Linked DNA regions of Mus musculus: region 2 is linked to region 1. Evidence: chromatin contacts called from public promoter capture Hi-C data. All regions are on one chromosome and are shown on one strand. Each heading gives the region's core, a stretch centred on a gene start, on an enhancer-like site or on the middle of the called end of the contact. The rest is flanking DNA. Distances are from core to core; before and after follow the strand shown.

Region 1 (6,525 bases), core at 2,634-5,133:
CCACTCTAAAGATGAGAAAGATAAAAACAACCACAAGCTCAAGAGTAAACAGCTGCCTGAAGTCACAGGAATATTACCTAACACAGTATGAAGCAGAACACGGGCTTTCTGCTTCCAATTTGCTGTCTACACCAGGAAACGTTAGTGCAGGCTGGACAAGAGCATCAGATAAGGCTTATCTCCTACTTAACTCCTTCCTAAGAGATGGCCCATGGCTGACCCAGATTTTTTTTTAGGGGGCTGGGGCTGAAGGTACTGACTACACCAGGCCTCCTAAGCTTAAGTACTTAATCTATCTCCTTTGTCAAACAGCCGGAAGTCATTCTTGGTCTGAAAATGTCAAAATCCTAAGTGAGTAGTTCTTGGGCCACATCACTGTCTCACAGATCTCACTGAACAATATATCAAACACTTCCCACAAATCTTCGCAGGCTGGTGCCTTTATAACCTGGTATCCCTGAGAGAAAAGCCCTGTGTAAGGTAGTGTAGAGCCTTTCAAAATGTTTACAGTTGACTTAATTAGAAAAGGGGGTAACCAAAAACGAGGCCATATCAAGCCTGAAGACAGACAGACAGACATAAACACACACACACACATATAAATCTAAAACTTTTTTTTCACCTGAATATAGGGTATAATGGAGGGGGGTGCATACAAACTACCTTTAGGTATGCTACTTATATCAAAGTAGTTCAGACCAAAAATACTCCTAATTTTGTTTACTAAAGGTTCAGATGAAAATTCTAAGATATCTAACAACTTTGTGTCGTGAATTCAGGTAAGGAAGCTGAACATTCAAAACCCTCAGGATATCTAGGACACTAAAATGCCCTAAGAAACTGGGTACTAATCAGTCTATAACACAAAATACTGTCTGCGATAATAGATTTCTTTAAACTGGTTGTGTGAAAACAGCTATATGATGGTCTCTGTGTGTGTGTGTGTGTGTGTGTGTTTGTGTGGTGTGTGTACTTGTTAATGTACTGACTGTGTGCACTAGCTGTGTGTGCATGTGCATGCCCATGGGTGTGGGTGCCTGAGACCAACATCTGGTGTTTTGATCTCTCTCTCTCTCTCTCTCACCTTTATCATCTGAGACAAGGTTTCTCTATGAACCAGAAGCTCTACCCAAGCAAGCTACCCAGTCCCTGAGGTTCAAGGCTCTGCCTGTCCAAACACTCCACTAGTGCTGGGTTAGAGGAAAGCGCGGTGACCCCTCCTCCCCCACCCATGCCTTTCTACTTGGGCTCTGGTGATCCTGCTTGCTAAGCAGGCACTTTACCAACTGAGCCATCTCCCCACCCGCTGGTTTTCTGATCTGTCAACTTGATACTATTTATACCTTGTGAAATCTATGGGACACAAATAAGTTAGAAATGAAACACTGAAGAAAGTGTGGACCATTATCTAACCTCTAGAACTTCCACAATATAAACATCGGGCCACCCTCGCTCTTCTTAAGGATGATTCGGACTACACTACCCAGGAGTGCTTCCTCTCAGGTGGATCAGATGAGAGGCTCCCAAAGAGCAGTTCTGAGCTTAACAGCTCATCTCCAGGCTAACAGGGAGCTACCAGGTTCTCCCCAAGGTTTCTCAGTGTGGTAGAAAGGACTGGTGACTTCAACACTCGCAAACTGCTTAGATTCTTCATTGTCAAACTGCCATCATCCCATTTCTGTGACTTCAGCACCTGCTAATGTTTCCGCCACTTCTCATCACCTTACAAAGCCCACGTGTCAGTTTCAGGAAACACAGAAGGGCATTTCCTTACAAGGATCCGGAGGGCAACCAACCTTGATCATACCAGCTAAAAGAAGGGCAAGAAATGGGAGGGGTGTTCTTGATTTCAGTATGTATCCTTGTGAAACAGTCACAACATGACCTGAGCTATAAGATGAGCAATAAAAAATAAATAAACTGTCTAGGGTAGAAACAAGTGGTTTAGTTTAACTAGGGTTAAAATAAAAATATTCCCAGGAAATTAATGGTCAATTTCTGGGAGTGAGATTGCCTAAGCCACAGAAACCAAGTTTTGTGTGCTTGTGTGTGTGTGTGTGTGTGTGTGTTTTAATCTGCAGACCCGAATTTCACTTGGAGTGATATTTTTACCACACTGTTCACAGAACCTTTGCTATGCATCAGGTCAAAGCAGAAGGTAACTTACTCCTAAAAACAGCCCAACCCTAAATCTCAACTCCAACAGAGCACACTGTCTTCCCACAACACAATCTGCTTTTATAGATTCGCAAGGCTTCAACAGTGTCTAGCATCAAGTCACAGAAAAATATAAAGTAGTAAAAATTTGAAAAACCTAATTAGTAGGGGAAGAAAATTCTAGTGTATTTGGCTTTTCCCAAACATTACATACATGCAAATATTAACTGTAAGAAAGCTAATTTGTGAAAAGTTTACACCCTAAGAAAGTAACTTAAAATACTGGGAACTTAAGACGCACAAAACACCCACTGCTCTGGTGTAATTTCCCAAGTTTTAATACTTAAAAGTGTCTGAATTGGGAGTCCCAGGATGACGTCAGGGAATTGAAAAGTAACATTTAACATGCTTGCTCCTGGGGTTTTAATAAAATTCCAAATCCTTGAAAGGGGAGTAACATCAAAAACTCAAGTGGGAGAATCCAAAAGAAGCATCGAGATTTAAGAATTAAAGTTTATACTCTGCCAAAGAAAGAGCAGTATCAGCCATTCTAACACAATTGAATTTTCAACATATAAAATATCTCTTATAGCCAGGCATTATTTAGGAGACCGATTTCATTCTGGGGATAAAATAATCTGAATTAAAAAAGGTTTTCAACTAAAGTAACAATAAACTCTACTGATTCGCCAGTCATACAGTGAAAAGGGACCATCTCAATAAGCTGGGGGAAGTCGATCTAATATCAAAGGGTCGTTTTAAAGAGGAAGGATAGCAATGACAAACGAACTGGCCCGTCTCTGAGTAAGAGTCTACACTCATCGGTGCGGCTCTCACAAATGCACGGGAGAGAATCAAGTGGGTTGAGCGCGGACTGGATGACTGAGTTTTGAGACCTGCTCACAGGAAGCCACTACATCCTGCCCCAAGTCACCGTCAGTCACGCCGGCTCTCGATTCAAGTCCCCGCCGCGGCAAGGTGGGGCGGGCACAGGTGTCCCGCCCGAGCTCCCCGGGCGCCCCGCTCGCCCGCGCAGCCTCGCCCACCGGAGCCCCCGCCACCGGCTCCCGCAGTCCCCAGCGCCCGCCTCAACCTCGCACTGGCAGAGGAGCCCCAGGGAGCTCACACCCCCTCCTCAGCCCGCCGCCCGGCCCGGCCCGGCCCGGCCCCGCCCCGCCGCAGCCGGCCTCCCTCCCTCCTCCAGCCGCGCCTCCCTTGTAATTACCACGGGGCTCCCACCTCGGGCCGCTCCCGTCGTCCGCGGCCGCCCGCAGGCCTGCGTCGGAGGGAGGCCGGAAACTCCGCGCGCCCCCGGCCGCGCCCCGGGCTCCCGCGTCCAGGCCGCGCTCCAGGCAGCGCCCCTCGCGCCGCGCCGGTCCGGTCCGCGCGTGCAGGTCCTCACCCCGCTCGCTCCGAGGGGGAGCCCCGACCCGCGCCGGGCAGTCGGTCGACGCGGCGCCTCCCCCCAACACACCCCCATCCAGTCTCACCAGTCCCGGGCGGCCGCCGGTGCCGCCACCCCCGCGCGTGCCCGCCGCCCACCCTCCGCGCCGCCCCGGGGGTCCCCTCAGCCCCGGCCCCGCTTACAGATCCTGCCGCGCAGGCTCTGCAGCACTCGGACCTCACGACTGTCCTCGTCTCCCGTCTCCGGGTCTGCGCTGCCCGAGACGGCCGGCGCCTCGGGAGAAGCCGCCGCAGCAGGCGCTGCCGCCGCCATGGTGCCGCCCGGCCCCTACCCCAGCCCTACCGCCTGCGTAGCCGGGCAAGGCGGAGCCGGAGCGAGGCCTAGGCCGGATCGAGCCTCGCTGTAGCCCCGCCTCGGCCTCGGGCTGACTCGCCCCGCCCCTCGCGCCGTGCCCGCCCTGCATCCGCCTCGCCTTGCCTCCCTGGGCAAGTCGCGAGAGGCGCTCTGAAACCCCCACAAGGAGGAAAACCCTGGCCCTGCTGTGATCCCCAGAACCCTGAGAATTGGACGTCCCCCACGAACGGACCTCTAGGTCCCCAGATGCTCAAGGAAAAGAAAAGTCCCCAGTCAGAATGACTCCAGGTTCCAGGAAAAAGTTTGGCATTTTGGCAAACGTCAAGAGATGTATTAGAGACTCTTCCAGCGGTGTCTAGATGCTCCCGCAGTGCGGCACGTGGGGGACAAACCACATACTCAACCTTTGCTCTGGGAACATTGCTCTGCAAAAAGTTGGGTCAAGAAAAGGACCACAGACTCCGTCCAGTCCTGTCTGAGACCCAGAGAAATTTTGAGTTTATCACCAGTTTTGCATTTCAGAATCGGAACGGTGACCTCTTTCCCACTCCCAGAAGCAGGCTTTTTAGAAAGTAGATTGGCCCTGGGAAGTTTGTAAATCTTCAACTAGTTGTTGCCACTATCTTAAGGGAACTATTTACAGTGAGTAAACTGTGTGGATAACACCCTGGTATGTGAGGAGAGGGATGATTTCCTGGTCCTGAGGTTTAACTGCGCTGCCCTAAGAAGGAAGAAACTGATTTAATAGAGCAGGGTTGTTCTTTGCCAGGTGCTAGAGTCAGCCAGTCAAGGAATGTTTTCAGACATATAGGAATGGCCCTAGGGCAAAAAGACGGGGCAGAAGGCGCCAAGACCATGAGCACCTCAACCTGGAAGGGCACACAGAGAGAAGAAGCAAGTTGTGGAAACAGAGTCAAGGAGAGCCTGCCTGGGAAGAGTGAACAGACGACAAGCAAGCCCAGAAGCCACTTGTGCCAAGGCCAGTCAGGCAGACGGAGTGACCTAAGCTTGCTGGATGTCTTAGGCTACCGAGCAATACTTCCAGTCCAGCTGGTGATGCATGAGGGTGCCCCTTGTCCTGTACCATACAGCCTTGGAGAAAGTGAGCTTACCTCTCCTTCCAGGCATTTTGTTGTTTCAAACAGAAACTCCAAATGGTATTTCCCTTTCTTTCCAAATCAGAGCTCACACACCACAGGCCAGAGACTGGCTTTTTCTATTTTAAAACGTTTAATGCTTTATTGGTATGTCTTACTTATACACAGTCATGGTGTGATACCGTTTTCATACACATGTTTAATGTATGCATAGTATTCAATACCCTCTTCATCGCCGTCCACATCCCCTGCACCCCCTTCCTCTCCTCCCAGCTGGCTTTCTTCCCCTCCAATCCCCTGGAAGGTCAGTGGATGGCTGTTGGGAGGTGGTTCTCCTTTCACCGTGGGTTTCCTAGGGATTAACCCGGCCATCTGGTTTGGTATTAAGAACCTTTAATCACTGAGTCATCACACCAGCAAGACTTTTTTTTTTTTTTTTTAGTTCAATGAGTTTATGAGAGTTGTTTCCAGAAGCATAGACGAGAGATTAATTACAGGAGCACAGGAAACTTAACAGTGGCTGTACTACTGAAGAAAATGTCTCTTCCGGCAACCGTCAACTGTCAAAAATCCTTGTAAATCCTCCTGCACCCTACCACAGGATGTTGGCTCCCAGTATTGCACGGATCTTGTATAGTACAGACAACCACAGCTGCTGTCAGGTAGAATGGCTGAAGAGATGGCTGAAGGGTTTAGAGCACTTAGAGAAGAGTTCCCAGCACCCAAGTGGCAACTCACAATGCTCTGTAACTCTAGTTCCAGGGGATCCTACTCCTTCTGACCTTCAGGGACACTAAGCACTCATTATGGTATACATACATGCAAGTAAACACTCATACACATACAAATAGAAATATCTTTGTACAAAAAATGTGACAGCCATGTCATGTCATGCCAAGAAAATTCCACCACACTCCACTCTATCCTCTGACTCTTACACTCTTTCTCCCATCTTTTCCTCAACGTTCCTCCGAGGGGGGGTGATATACAGGTCTTATTTAAGGCTGAGCATCCAGTTTTTTATTCTCAGTGACTAGTTATGAATCTCTGCGTTTAATACTGCCCATGAGGGGGTGGACTTCTCGAAGCAAACATGACATCCTCACGAATTCCTATGCACAAGCACAATTATTGGAAAGCAACTTGGTGCACACATCACATCTGTTTAGCAGAACAACATCTGTACCTGCCCTACTGGGGCTGTGACTTCCCCAGCCATAGGCTTTTTAACAGGTTTATAGTACCAGATGTGAATTTCCTCTGAAGGAGTTGCAGTCAGGAAGTGGTTGGTCACCCCCATAGCAGACTTCCCACTAGTGTGTCAGTAGGTGCCCTTTGCCTGGCAGGTCAGTGATGTAGGAAGCAGGGACCCCAGCTGAGTAAGATTACTGATGACAGTTCTCTACCAGCAGCCTGAATAGCACCTTCTGGCATGATGAGGGGTTAGCTAGCTGGGAGGAAGCGCCTTCTCTGCCTCACCTTGATGTCTGTATGCCCTGTGGTCTCTTCAGC
Region 2 (6,525 bases), core at 1,963-4,462, 190 kb after region 1:
CTTTGATCTCCTTCCTGGGTCCAGGTCTGTTGAAATGATTGATCTTATCTCGGTTTAACTTGGGTCAGTCAGATGCAGTTAAAAGTTCATTCACTTCTTTAATGTTTTCCAATTTTAAAAGTACGCATTTGTAATTTTCTGGATTTATTTTGTGTCTCTGTTCATTTTTAATTTTATTAATTTGGACCTTCTCTTTTTTCGGCTAATTAATGGTTATTTATTTTGTGAGATTGTACAGTCTATGGCAGTGGAAGGCTTCTAGCCAATGGTAGATATTCAGTAAATGGTAAGTTTTGGTATAACAACCTTTCTGCCATTACCCTTGAACTGTCCACAATTAAAATTTTCTAGTGCTTAATTTGTATGTATAGTCATTATACATATTGGCTGCGAGATCAATAGTCATTGTACAATAACTATGGGGGATTGGTTGCAAGGCAAGTAATCATTATACATATTGGATTGGTTGTAAGATCCTCCATAGCCCAGATGCCACAATGTGATGACGCTCAAATCTCATAGGAGATGGTTTTACATTTGTCTGTAATATATACATGTCCTTCTCTATATTTACATCTCTAGATGACTCTTCCTCTACAGTCTGGATGATAAGCAGTGTTACATTAGGGAATAATGACAAGGAAAAACATCTACATATGCTCAGAAGAAGTGCTCCCCACTCCCAAATATTTTCTCTCCACTGTTGATGGAACTTGAGTGTACGGCTGTGTTTGGCTTCCACAATAAGTAAATAAATGTCCCCATGGTAGAGAAATCTGTGATAAATAAACTCTCCCTTTCCTATAAGTGACTGCAGTTCCCTATCCCTCCAGGTAGATGCCTTGGCACCTAGAATGTGCTCGCCCTCTGCAGTCCCAGGAAGCAGCCTTGGAGGGAACACAGGAAGTTTACAGGGGGTGACTGCTGTAAATGGAGGTGACAAAGCAGATGCTGGACTTTGAAAGTCACAAGGCCTCTGCTGCCCCCACAAGAACTCTGATTTGGGCATGGATCTCTGAGTTATTCCCTGGCTATTGCATTCTTGTTCTGACCAGTCAGTATATGTGGCTGTCCTGGGAAAGAGGTTTGTCCTTTGGCCAATGGTGTTCTCTTTCAGAGCAAGTTCTGGAAAGGCTGAGAGTCCAGTGCTGCCAGCAAGTATAGAAAGCAGTCCTGAAGTGGGGGTTCTGTGTGGCACAGTGCCAACACACCCTCAGCTCTGGTGGAGGGGATTGGGGGAAGGATGTTCACTGTTAGCTCTGTTAGCACCCACTCTTCCTCAGTGTGCTGGCTTGAATTAGATTGTCTCCCATAGGCTAGTATGTTTAAATATGCAGTCCCCAGTTGATGGACCTGTTTGGGAAGGATTAAGCGATGTGGTCTTGTTGGAGGAGTTGTGTCTAGGGGCAAGCTTTGAGATTTGAAAAGCCAGTGGTGAGCTTACTGATTGCCCGGTCTGCCTTCTGTTTGTAGTTCAAGATATGAGTCCTCGGCTGTTGTTATGGCCACCTGCTGCCTGCGACCTCTGCTCCAACATCCTGGAACCTGTGCTGGCTGGTTCTGTGTGTCAACTTGACACAAGCTGCAGTTATCGCAGAGAAAGGAGCCTCCCTTGAGGAAATGCCTCCATGAGATCTAGGTATTTTCAATTAAGGTATTTTCTCAATTAGTGATCAAGGGTGGGAGGTCCCCTTGTGGGTGGTGCTATTCCTGGGCTGGTTGTCCTGGGTCCTGTAAGAGAGCAGGTTGAGCAAGGCAGGGGGAGCAAGCCAGTAAGTAACATCTGTCCATTGCCTCTGCATCAGCTCCTGCTTTCTGTCCTGCTTGAGTTCCAGTCCTGGCTTCCTTTGGTGATGAAGAGCAATGTGGAAAATGTAAGCCGAATAAACCCTTTCCTCCCCACCTTGCTTCTTGGTCATGATGTTTGTGCAGGAATAGAAAGCCTGACTAAGACAAACCCCAAATAAACTCTTCCTTGTGTAAATTACCTTGATCTCAGCAATAGAAAAGTAATTAATGCACTTAAATTGAAGCAGCTTTGACAGGAACAGCAATGTGCCTAATAAACTCACTGCTTCCTTGGAATCAAGGAGCCCCTGTTCTGCCCGTGTGACGTCCGCAGGCATCTGAGATCCTGAGAGCATGCTGGACCCATTTGAAAGGATTGACACATGACTTTATTGCTTAAGCCATGGTGATCAGGTTTGGGTAGCATGAAACCTAACAGTGACCCAGATTGTTCAGGGGACTATTATGCGGTGTCCTGCTTAAGAACATGGTCCTAGCTGTCTCTTGTGACCCAGATGTAGCTGTCTCTTGTGACCCAGATGTAGCTGTCTCTTGTGACCCAGATGTAGCTGTCTCTTGTGACCCAGATGTAGCTGTCTCTTGTGAGACTATGCCGGGGCCTAGCAAACACAGAAGTGGATGCTCACAGTCAGCTAATGGATGGATCACAGGGCTCCCAATGGAGGAGCTAGAGAAAGTACCCAAGGAGCTAAAGGGATCTTCAACCCTATAGGTGGAACAACATTATGAACTAACCAGTACCCCTGAGCTCTTGACTCTAGCTGCATATGTATCAAAAGATGGCCTAGTCGGCCATCACTGGAAAGAGAGGCCCATTGGACACGCAGACTTTGTGTGCCCCGGTACAGGGGAACGCCAGGGCCAAAGGGGGGAAGTGGGTGGGTAGGGGAGTGGGGGTGGGTGGGTAAGGGGGACTTTTGGTATAGCATTGGAAATGTAAATGAGCTAAATACCTAATAAAAAATGGAAAAAAAAAATAAAAAAATAAAAGTAGTAAAAATTTTAAAAAAAAAAAAAAAAAAAAAAAAAAAGAACATGGTCCTAGCCAGGCGGTGGTGCACGCTTTTAATCCCAGCAGAGGCAGGTGGCTCTCTGAGTTTGAAGCCAGCTTGGTCTACAGAGTGAGTTGCAGGATAGCAAGGGCTATACAGAGAAACCTTGTCTTGAAAAACAAAACAAAACAAACAAAACAAACAAAGAGAACATGTTCCTTTAATCCAATTCTGCTTCACACCAGCTAGCTCTGTGAATCACCCAGTCAAACTTTTCTATAAAATGTGAACGATATAATACATTTGTTTTCATGTGTAACTCCTGAGTCACTGGCTTGTTTTACTTTGCCTTAGGCTTTCTCAGATGTTAGCATGGAAAAGCTTGCCTGTGGAAACTCCTCCATGACAGGCAAACAAGGGCAGTTTGTCGACTTCTTAAAACACAAGCGAACCTACTTTTCTATAAGGCAGACCCAACCCTAAAGACCAATAGCTTATTTGATGCTGCCCTCTAGTGGTTGAACACACTATCGCTCGCTACATTGTTTTACTTAAAGAAAAATAAGCCAGGATGGCTGGAATAGTCCCTAACCATTTAGACTTAAATTTGTAACTGCAGCGACCCCCATTTTTAATTTACTGACATCCTTCTCCAAACACAACATCTGGTAGGACTGCTGCAGAGGCCATAGGAAACGCCCCTTACTAAGGCCGCTCAGTCTCTTCCAGGGAATAGAGTGGCCAGAGCCCCTGTGTCTACCTAGGCTGGACTCAAGGCAGACTATTTAGAAAAGCATTCTCCTCTCTTGGAAGACTCACGCAGCCCATGTAGGGAGGCAGGACTCTCACTCGGCTGACACATCTGAAGTCAGCCCCAAGGGTATCCTCCTGCTGAGGGTACCGCAGCCCTGAGGAGTTCTGTTCCTCTTGGTGACCCTTTCCTCACGGATGCTCATCTGTCCCAGCTGTTAGCCAGGCCTCAGCAGCTAGGAGGGCCTGGTCATGCCTGTGTATTCGGCTGATTCCTCATGGACAGATTTGTGACTGAGCTAGCTCCTGGTAGGTGTGAACACAGGGCTACACTCCTGATACTCAGTTGCAAGTCTTGAGCCATGAGGATCGGGCTGGCATCCCACTAGCCACTACTTTACCCTGTGTATCTGCAGCTACATTCTATCTAACACATCAGGGTGACCTACCCAGCCTGGGATGCTGAACCCGCCTCGAGGGGCTTTCTGAAGATTCAGCGAGGCGTGTATCCCCACCTTTCCTGTCCTAGTTCTTGGGTTCTGAAAAAGGGATTTACCGAAGACTTCTTCCAAGTCTAATTCTGCTGAGCCTATGATGAAAGACCTTCGATCAGGTGTTTAGTAGTTTTCTTGGAAAGCCATTTATTATTGCTAATTATTACCACCAGGCCAGCAGCACAGGCCTGTACTCAGGAGGCTGAGGCAGGAGGACCTTGAGGTTACGGTCTGATGGGAGGCTAAGGCCACCTGGGCACATCACTGAGCTCCTCTTTTGAAAGAGGAACACGGTTGTGGATGTGGCTTAGTGGCAGAGTGCTTACCTAGCATGTGCGAGGCCCTGGGTTCGATTCCTGGCACTAAAACGAGTAAACTCTAATTCCAATAGCATATAGTTGAGTTTGTTAAGTCTGTTCAAAGCGAAGCTTGACAAAGAATGCTCAGCCCAGCGTGGTAACGGCCACTTGCAGTTCCAGCACAGGGAGAAAGGAGAGGCAAGGAGCCGAGAAAGGGGCCTGGGGGGGGGGGGCGAGGGGGTAGGGGTCTGTGTATGTGTGTGTGGGGGTGGAACATGAAGTTGAGTAGGAGGCAGAAATGAATCTGGACAAGTTGGAAGATGGGGCTGCATATGGTAAAAAATGTTTTATATGAAATTCTCAAAGAATAAGAATGTTTTTATTTATTTTTGAATTATTTATTTTATTTATATGAGTACACTGTTGCTGTCTTCAGACACACCAGAAGAGGGCATGTGATCCCATTACAGATGGTTGTGAGCCACCATGTGGTTGGTTGCTGGGAATTGAACTCAGGACCTCTGGAAGAGCAGTCAGTGCTCTTAACTGCTGAGCTGTCTCTTCAGCCCTAAAAACGTTTTAAAAACAGCTAAAAAGGGCCGGGCGTGGTGGTGCACACCTTTAATCCCAGCACTCGGGAGGCAGAGACAGGCGGATTTCTGAGTTAGAGGCCAGCCTGGTCTACAGAGTGAGTTCCAGGACAGCAGGGCTATACAGAGAAACCCTGTCTCGAAAAAACAAAACAAAACAAAAAAGCTAAAAAAAAAGTCTGTCATGACACTCTTGAACCTGTACTGACACAAATGTACACACATAAACATGTCACACATAAAAAGATAAATAAAATGTGTTTTAAAAAAGAATATAAAAAGAATATCTATGTTCTATAAAATTTAATTTTTGTTGTTTCTATAAAATATACTAGTCTATTCTGTATTTTATAAAATGAGCTGTCTGTCTCTATCTACACATCTCAAGATGGAAATATCTACAAGACATACTGCTGAAGAAATTAATGAGAAAAACTTCTAAGTTGATGCTAAAGGAAGCAATTTAATAAAAATACATTCTTTAAAAAATTTTTCTAGCACTCAGGAGACAAAGGCAGGTGAATTTCTGTGAGTTTAAGGCCAGCCTGGTTTACAGATCAAGTTCCAGAAACACAGAGAAACCTTATTTCAAAAAACAAAACAAAATTTATCAATCAATTTTATTTTTGTGTTTCCTAGGATGAATATATGTTTACCATTTGTGTGCCTGGTACCCACAGAGGTCAGAGGGTGTCAGATCCCCCAAACCAGAGTTGTGATCATGTGGGTGCTTGGAATTGAACTGAGGTCCTCTGGAAGAGCATCAAGTGCTTATATCCACTAAGCCATCTTGCCAGCCCCCTAAAAAATATACCCTTAAAATCAAGTCCTGGAACAAAAGATCTAGAATGATCTTGTTCCTATTTTTTAATATTTGAACATCCCCATAGAAAATTTCAGAGCCATGTTTGTCCAACAGTTCAAAGTACTGCTTCCAGAAGATGTATATCGAGACATATCTGATGTTGGTCCATTTCCCTATAAAATCCTTAGGCTTTCTAAAATCATTTCTTTTGCATGCTACAATAAGTATCCTGATGCAGGTAGTCTCCAGATAGCTCCAAGTTGAGGGTTGTTTGGTGGGAAGACCACGGCATGCTCAGAGGGTGGAACTTTCACCCCCATCACTCAACCTTCAGAGATGGGAGGGATGTCGTAGTCATATTGATCACCAGTAGCCAAAGACATAATCAATTATGCCTATGCAATGAAATCTTCATAAAAACCTAACAGACAGAGTGTGGAGAGCTGGGCAGCTAGATGCAAGAAATTAATGGACCGTGGCTCAGCAAGACAGTATTGGAAGCTCTGTGCCCCTCCCCCACACCATATACATCTCTTCCTCTGCAGCATCCCTTGTAATAAACTAGTGTTTCCCTAAAGCTCTGTGATGACTCAAGCAAATTGAGCCCAGGGGATGGGTGTGGGTAGACCTAAATTCATGGCCAGTTTGGTCAAGAGGCCCAGGTAAAACCTGCCAACTCAAGCGCAGTCGTGTGTGACAGTTCTGAGTGTTCAACCTGAGGGGTCTGACACCATAGGTACATACGTGTCTCAGGACTGAACCGGAAGGCATCCGGCTGCAGAATCG

The links. Promoter capture Hi-C pulls out the DNA fragments that hold promoters and counts their contacts.
Region 2: a contact with region 1 is called in a promoter capture Hi-C map of the HPC-7 cell line, with 6 times the contacts expected there. The contact joins the enhancer-like site here to the promoter of Rasa2 in region 1. A contact is called at or near these places in 24 of 39 promoter capture datasets (the 3T3-L1 cell line, 3T3-L1-derived adipocytes, the C10 cell line and 14 more), 1 of 15 datasets of contacts at CTCF or cohesin (large pre-B cells), 2 of 484 Hi-C or Micro-C datasets (the HPC-7 cell line and bone marrow-derived macrophages), 20 of 115 datasets of contacts at active chromatin or transcription factors (the 230-238 cell line, the SCID.adh cell line, T-cell acute lymphoblastic leukemia and 12 more) and 4 of 9 other capture datasets (adipose tissue, embryonic stem cells, liver and 1 more).

Annotation. Positions count from the first base shown.
Region 1 is chr9:96,627,620-96,634,144 of GRCm38.p6, forward strand. Rasa2 (RAS p21 protein activator 2) reads right to left here and starts at 3,884. Exons shown (of 24, transcript NM_053268.2): 1 at 3,745-3,884. The coding sequence starts at 3,874.
Region 2 is chr9:96,815,434-96,821,958 of GRCm38.p6, forward strand. No RefSeq gene overlaps it. Among named protein-coding and RNA genes, the nearest start is that of C430002N11Rik, 53 kb to the left of the region's middle. Within about 2 kb of position 3,213, at least 41 of the 459 cell types and tissues checked have an H3K27ac peak or open chromatin away from gene starts, as enhancers often do. A contact at or near this core is called in the HPC-7 cell line, the SCID.adh cell line and trophoblast stem cells, where this site is marked.